Linked DNA regions of Rattus norvegicus: region 1 is linked to region 2. A link is a contact called in public Hi-C data. All regions are on one chromosome and are shown on one strand. Each heading gives the region's core, a stretch centred on a gene start, on an enhancer-like site or on the middle of the called end of the contact. The rest is flanking DNA. Distances are from core to core; before and after follow the strand shown. Region 1 overlaps Tmem43 (transmembrane protein 43). Region 2 has its middle 69 kb from the start of Fbln2.

What was found. Hi-C and Micro-C count contacts between places; a contact is called where the count stands out from the background.
Region 1: a contact with region 2 is called in a Hi-C map of the A7r5 cell line, with 4 times the contacts expected there. The contact joins two enhancer-like sites. A contact is called at or near these places in 3 of 12 Hi-C or Micro-C datasets (the A7r5 cell line, Schwann cells and hepatocytes).

Annotation. Positions count from the first base shown.
Region 1 is chr4:125,549,114-125,552,733 of GRCr8, reverse strand. It overlaps Tmem43 (transmembrane protein 43), which reads right to left. Exons shown (of 12, transcript NM_001007745.1): 12 at 2,748-3,620. It overlaps Xpc (XPC complex subunit, DNA damage recognition and repair factor), which reads left to right. Exons shown (of 16, transcript NM_001107874.1): 16 at 914-1,901. The coding sequence ends at 1,129. Among named protein-coding and RNA genes, the nearest start is that of Tmem43, 16 kb to the right of the region's middle. Within about 2 kb of position 2,168, at least 26 of the 93 cell types and tissues checked have an H3K27ac peak or open chromatin away from gene starts, as enhancers often do. A contact at or near this core is called in the A7r5 cell line, where this site is marked.
Region 2 is chr4:125,328,672-125,332,294 of GRCr8, reverse strand. No RefSeq gene overlaps it. Among named protein-coding and RNA genes, the nearest start is that of Fbln2, 69 kb to the right of the region's middle. Within about 2 kb of position 1,789, at least 28 of the 93 cell types and tissues checked have an H3K27ac peak or open chromatin away from gene starts, as enhancers often do. A contact at or near this core is called in the A7r5 cell line, where this site is marked.

The DNA.
Region 1 (3,620 bases), core at 919-3,418, 220 kb before region 2:
TGTGACATCACATTATAATTAGCTTTATATTAGGAAGCCTGCCAGTTGACCTCAGCTAGCTGCTCCTGCCCTCCCCTGCCCTGCTCTGGGTCCTGTTACTCTAAGCTAGACACTTACACTGGGACTAGTTTACTGCATAGTTCCATATAGGTAGTTCAAGTGTGTTGGGTCTTTTGTGTCTGCACCTCTTGGCTTCCAGGACTCCCAGTACTGTGACCAGCTTCCAGCCTGCACACTCTACGAACTTGTAGCATCTGTCCACAGTACTGGGTATGGGGGAGGGCTTTCTTCCCTGTACAGGCAGAACTTAGAACAGCCGAGTGATGGGTACTAAGTCAGACCCAGCAGGCCATGCTCTGAATGTTCTTTCCCTTTATGATCTCCCTTCCTATTGCCTGTTTGCCTGCTAAGAGACATTTTAGTCATGTGTTCCCTTGAATCTGGTTAGGGACCCCTTCATCTGGTTTGTTCTCACTTGCTTTTGGCTATCCATTTACTGACTTATACTGTTCATCCAGGACCCCTCCCCAAGCTAACCCAGCCAGCCTCCAGGGTACCACCTCAGATCCCTCAGTGCTGAAGGTTGGTCATAAGCACTGAGCAGATGAAAATGCCATGCATTTGTGTCAGAGTAAGGCGACATGCACGCCAGCAGCTGTTTGCCCTAGAACTTGATTGAGCTGCCTGCTTGAGCATCCTCTTTCCACCAGCAGTTTTCACCTAAGTACCTGCTTGGATGAGCTTGGATGAGGCTGGGGAGGGCCAGCAAGTCAGCCTGGGCTCCCAAAGCACCACCCACACCCTTGCCTTCCAAGAGGCCCAGTCAGGCTCAAGACTGGGTTCTTCTGGCCCTTTTAAAGTCATTTATCTGCAACTCATCATTAACTGTGGCCCCTCCCTGCCTTTCCCCCAGAGTGAGGCAGCAGCTCCCCATGCAAATGCAGGAGGCGGACTCTCTTCTGATGAAGAGGAAGGGACCAGTTCACAAGCAGAAGCTGCCAGAGTTCTGGCTGCTTCCTGGCCACAGAACCGAGAGACTAAAGAAGAACAGAAGCCCGACTACACGAAGATGACTCGGAGAAGGCGGGCAGCAGAGGCTTCCCATCTCTTCCCATTTGAGAAGCTATGAAGCCAGTGTCCTCGAGGCCAGAGAAGGCAGATAGCTGATGGGCCTGGGGACTAGGAAGTTGTGCTGCAGATCAGTCTGACACCAGCCCAGCTGGATCCCCATAGGGTGGTGCGGTAAGCTGCCCAGAGTCTACTCTGGTGTTTGGAACACTTTACTGGGAGATACCCTCTGACCCCTGGACCTTGGTATTCCTGTCTTTGGAAATGGGAGTGAGTTTTAGAGGGTCTTATTTGTTTTCCCAGCTGGTGTCAAATTTAAAATCCCTGTCTTATAGTGAGGGCTGAGATTATATGCATATACCACCATGCCTTATCTACCCTTTATTTCTGTTTTTTTAAATAGAAGTCACTGGGAAATTATGGGTATTGGAGCAATGAGAGGAATCCTCCTTTAGTGCAGTTCACATGTAGAATGCTTGCTCTCCTCTCTCCTTCAGACCCAGGGCATTTGCTTTTCAGGCCTGCCTTCCTGAGTCAGGTTTCCTGTACTGCCTGCTGCTCTTTTGTCAGAGAACACAGGTCATCTCTTGTCAAGGCACTTTTGGGATTTTATACTGACAGAAGACTAGAACAAAGCTAAAAATCAAGAATGAAAAAAAGAAAACAAATAGAGAATTATGAAAATGTTCATAAAAGATTATTAGTTTTTGGCTACATTTTATTCAATTCTGGATACATTTACTTTGTACTGGTGATACATTTTCTAAGCTGCTGTATGTACTACTCAGGAAAGAGTCCTTTTATAGAACCTACAGGAAATAAAGAATTTACCTAAAAGCCCTTGGCTGCTCATTTTCTTTCAGGTCTTAAGCCAGCTAGGAGGGTCCAGGAATTTTCTGTGTGCCGTGGGTGAGACTTGGAGAAAGCTCAGGTGTATTTTCATGGAGGCGTGGAACTCCTCACACACCAAGGAAGCTTTTGTGTTGACCATATTTGATATTGCTTCATCTTAGAATCTTTAAAATGTTGAGTCACTCTTACCAAGGCAAACAAACAAAACATTTGGGGTATGACTCATGTTGGACACTGGAAGAGAAACAGACTAGGGTCACCATGGAAACTGCACTCTCGTACTTTCTGCACCAGAGCCTGACAAACTTCCTACACTCGATTTCATTTCTGGGGTTTTGGTTAGGCATGACTATGTCTCTTGAGATGTAACCTGTTCTGGCAGCTGTGAGGAGGCATGATGGGAATGACATGTTAGGCTTGGAAAGTTTGCCTGCTTGAGAACAGCGTGGCAGTGCCTCAGATGGGCAGAGGCGCCATGCCCCAGGTACTTGGGCTACAATTGATTTATTCCTCACACCCATGTATGGTGACAGGCTCTGACCCCATTTTACAAATGCAGCAGGCTGGCCCAACACCATGAGTCAATAAGACAGACATGATCTGTGTGCCACTCAAAAACAGTGCTTTCAGCTCATGCTCCTAGCACATTCTCAAGGTTCATGAAGCATGAGTCACTTACTTTAAGTAAAGCCAAGACAAAGTAGACTTAGGGCAAATATTGAGCTGCCCTTTCAGAAAGAACTGAAACCATTGACAAGGAGCTGAGGGGGTTGGAATGGGTCTGAGTCCTTAAAAGAATGAACAACAAAAGACTACTGGCAAGATCCTATACCAAAAGATAAGTAGAAATTTATTTCAAAATTTAATACAAAGAATACAAACCTCATGGTTCCTCAAAGACATCAAATTACTCTTCTATAATTTTCTCCTAACTTTTGAGCTGGCAGGTAGAGACCATAGAAGAAAATGTTACACAGACCGAATCCCAAGCGTTGCGTATTTAAGCATCACTAACTGTACTGTATTTTCCCAAACCATCTGGGGAGTTTCGATGGGATTGTTCCAGCGTGCACTGAACAGTAGTGAATTATCATTTCCATCCTAAACCCAGTAAGCCGTCTCCGGCTGTATTTCACCCAGCTGAAAGCACAGAAGCCATAGGACATGAAAGGAACTGTCACTAGGGCCAGAGGGCCTGATACCTTGGTCAGCCACCAAACACTCTTGTTGCTACAGCAACCAGTTTGCAAACAGAAACGATACAGGATAAACCAAGGCTCTGTGATAACATCAGGGCTAAGTATCCCTTTCAAAGGGTGTAATAGTAGCAAGGTAACTTAGAAATTCTATCCATTGGTATGGATGAATTTTACCTGGGATGAGGACAGTGATGGACATTAAATGCAAAAAGAACCGCCCTGCAGCAACTACTTGGGGCTGGAGTGTCAAGGTCAAAAGCGGTCCCACAGAAAAGGGCCAGACGTGGCCTCCTGTAGGAAGCCTGAGTCCTGATTCTTGGCTTCAGTTGACTGGAGGTCACTTAGAAAAGCTTCCAGCCTTTTCTTAGAATACTGACTACAACATAAAAATGACCTCCAAGTGAACAGATGGTCTGATAGCAGAGGACAAAAGGGATGTGTTCCTCCACAGTCCCAACCCAGCATGACGGTGCATCCCCTAACACTGGTTCAAAAGCATAG
Region 2 (3,623 bases), core at 540-3,039:
CAGGAAGCAACGTCTGGGGCAGAGGAAATGGTCACAGGCCAAGCAGCGAGTTTAGCCTACAGAACATCAGGGTGATGTGGAGGCAAAGGGAAAGTGAGTCTGAGAGGTAGGCTCCAGAGAACCACAGAACCGCAAGGTGGACAGGGGTAGGTTAGCCCAGGTGGCCAGGCACTCTGCAGAGAAAGGGCTGTGTCCACAGAAGCATCCTGCAGAAACACAGTAGAAGTGCACACTGGGCCCTGGAGGCTAGCAGCAAGAGAGGCAGGGTAGTGGTCAGGCCAGAGCAGCTAGGACTGTACACAAGGATGACCCTCAGTTGGATGGTCTGGAATAGAGAAGCTTACAGAGGGAAGGCATCAAGATTGGAATGTCCTAAGAGTTCATTTTGCAGGACTCACCAGTGGTGCAAATATTGGGAACAGAGAGGGAGGGGAGGTCAGGTTCTAGAATGTTCTGGGGTCCAATAGATAGGATATGGGAGAGTGAAAGAGAAGTCATATTTCCAGCCCAAGGCAACAGAGTTGCCAACAGGCTGTCTCTCCTCCCTCCTGTTCCAGATTGGACTATCCTATGCACATCTTTCTCGCTCACCCTTTTCATGATCACCCAGCCCACCCCTGCATTTTGCTCTGGCCCTAGCCCAAACATTTTGACAAACATACCTGTCTAACTAGCTGGAAAAGATCCGCCTTTTCCCTGGGCTGTGTATGCAAGGTTGTTTATGTTCTGCTTTATGCCATACCTGGTGCCAGTTACTGGGACTCAGTTTACTATCAGCATAGGCCAACACCTCACTCCCTCTTCTCTTCCATGCAGAACCACATCTTACCCCTACCTATTTAGAAACTTCATCTCTAGCACCCATGCCTGGAGGCACAAGTGGGATATTGCACAAAGGCCATGTAGTCTGGAGGAGACTCACCAAGAGGACACAAATTACATTGTGCAGGGTGAGCAGGCCAGAATATGGCTACCAACACTGTGCTGCTCGCAGTGAAAAAGCTGAAGCCTCCCAGCCTGACCCACAGAAAGAATGGCCCAGACCTGGGTCATGGCATACTTTGTCTTCTTGGTGCTGGTGGGTTTCTCCCAGGAGTTCTTGTCCCCAAGCCGTGACAAGACGATCCTTATTCTCTTTGGGCCTGACCTTTGGAGGCAGGATGGTGCTTAGAAAGCCTCAATCCCAGCTACCGTCTCTCGACTCTGCCAACCTCTCACAGGGATGGCTCAGCTGACCCAAGGGCGTTGACCTGATGACTCGGCTCTGGATGGGAACTTCAGGCATAAACCCTGACCCTGATGCCAAAGCCCTGGAGCCAGCACAGCCCTACTGTCCCTTCCTGTCCCCACCCTTCCTGAGCTTCAAAGGTCAAAGTCCTAGAACAGGGAGGACAGAAACCTTAGTGTCAGCCAAGCAGAACTGGCCTTGAGCTCCCTATCTGATAAAATGGACAGAAAGAAGGATGAGGCTAACTCTGACTAACCTACCAGGACACAGACAGTCTCAGAGGTTGAGCCCCGTACCTGACACCAGAGCTGAAGCTATCAGCAACCCCTGCCAAGGAGAAGCCAGGAGCATGTGCTTCAGGGGTAGAAAGAGGATACCTGGGCTATTCCAACTGTTACATCAACCTGCCCCTTCCCCCAGCCCTGGCCTGCTCTGGATCTTTTGGCAAACTCCGAATAGTGGAAAAAGAGTCACCACTTTCCTCCCAGCTAGTCTGCATTCCAGCAAGAGCGCGCCTGTGCTGTTGATTCACTCAGCATTTATCTGTGCCTGCTTTGTTCTGTGCCTGGTGCTGGGTGCTGGGGACTTAGAAGGGAGGCTCATTTGCATATGACCTGAGAAGTGCTACTAGCAGGCAACTAGAAGGCAGTTGGGGAAGCACCTACTCTGTGGAGGATGGTCAGAGCTGGGTGTTGCAGGATGAATAGGAGTTTCCAGGCTCTCCAAGCAAAAGGTACAGAGTTGGAAGAGGAGGCTACAAGGATCTCGGAAAGAAGAGTGGCTAAGGTGATTGGTACACAGGGTTCAGCAGGGAGTAATGACTATAAGACTGAAGAGGGTGGAGCCAGGATGGTGGGCTCTGAAACTTGAACTTTGTATTGCAAGCAATGGGGAGCCATGGTGAGATTTACATAGAACATGGGAGCTAAGGCATGCCCTGCTAGCTCCTGACAACCGCCTCCTGAGGCAGCAGGCTTAGGCAGATAGGATCAGACAGACCAGCCTCACCCTAGCCTCTCATCAGCCCTAGCTGGGGACCCTGTGTGATTCTAAGGAGAATATGCAACCTCTCTGGGCTTATAAAGTGAAGACAGGCATGGAAGGGAGGATGATTCAGGCGAGGTGTAAGATCACATGCAGCCTCCTGTCCCTCTCAGAGCAGGCAAGGTAAGTAGGCCAAGCTGGATTGCTTCCTACCCCTGAGAATGGCTGGACAAGCGCCTGGGAACCACAAGACCAAACTGCACAGAGCTGGAGGTTGGGTGTCACTGACCAAGCTCCCCACAATCACATGTGTTTACCGAGAGACACAGACACCTGGTGTCCAGACATCTGGTGTAGGACAAGCCCCATTTACAGTCACTGCCCCAGCACAGCTGTCAGAACTGCCTGCTCTCACATGGGTGGGCAGACCAACTCTCAGCAAATGCTATAGCACCCTATACTGGTCACACACAGGAGTCACCTTTCCAGAGGGCCTCTCCCCCAGCATGTACACACCTGTGCCCATGTCTGCACATGTGGGCTGGCAGCTAGGCACACCTAGCATTTCTAAAATGCCAATTACATAGAAGTTACAGTTATCAGAATACCAAGAAGGTCATGGTGGGGCTCCAGTGGGCCTCTTAACCCCTATGGCGCTCTCCAGCAGCAGGTCTCAAACCAGTACAATTTCTATATACAGAGAGAAAATAGGACGTGGGGCCCCTGAAGAGCCAGGCAACCACATCCAAAGCAACAGGGATTCCTGGCCTGTGGCAGGGGTGACAGGGAAGGCAGCATGTCCATTAGAGTTTGGAATCAGGTAAAAAGGCGTCATCCGGGCTCCGCACATCCTTGCTTATGTGCTCCTGGGCTACTGCCCAGTCCTACACTGATTAGAACGACGCTTTCCCTATCTACACCAACTGCTAACAATTCCTCTCTTGGCCGCCAGGTGTCACCACACACTGCCTATGGCCTGGCGAGGTCGCAGCCATGGAGATATCAGATTCCAAGCTAGATGAATGATGTTGTTGAAGCTCTGTGGCAGTCCCCAGAATCTTGCTGTTACTGATCAGCCAATAGGGTTCTTCTCTACCCAGATATGGGTCAGAGAAGACAAAGAGAAGTCTTCCAGTTTGAGCAGTCCTAGTCCTTGAGTGCCGAGGTGCTGGAAGCTGAACTGACAGATGTTAGAACCAGAGGCTGCAGCTACAGCCCTGGAATACAGACTTAGGAGCTGGAAGCTCAGAGCTGTAGGGGTTCCTGCTGGAAGTCCATCACCTTGCGCTTTAACCCCCAGAGGCCCTGGCACTCAGCTAACTGGGGCAGCAAGCAGCTACCTTCTGGTGGTGTAGCTCCCAGGTTGTTCTAAGTTACTGGGCCCCTCAGCTCCTATAAGGACTAATGTTAC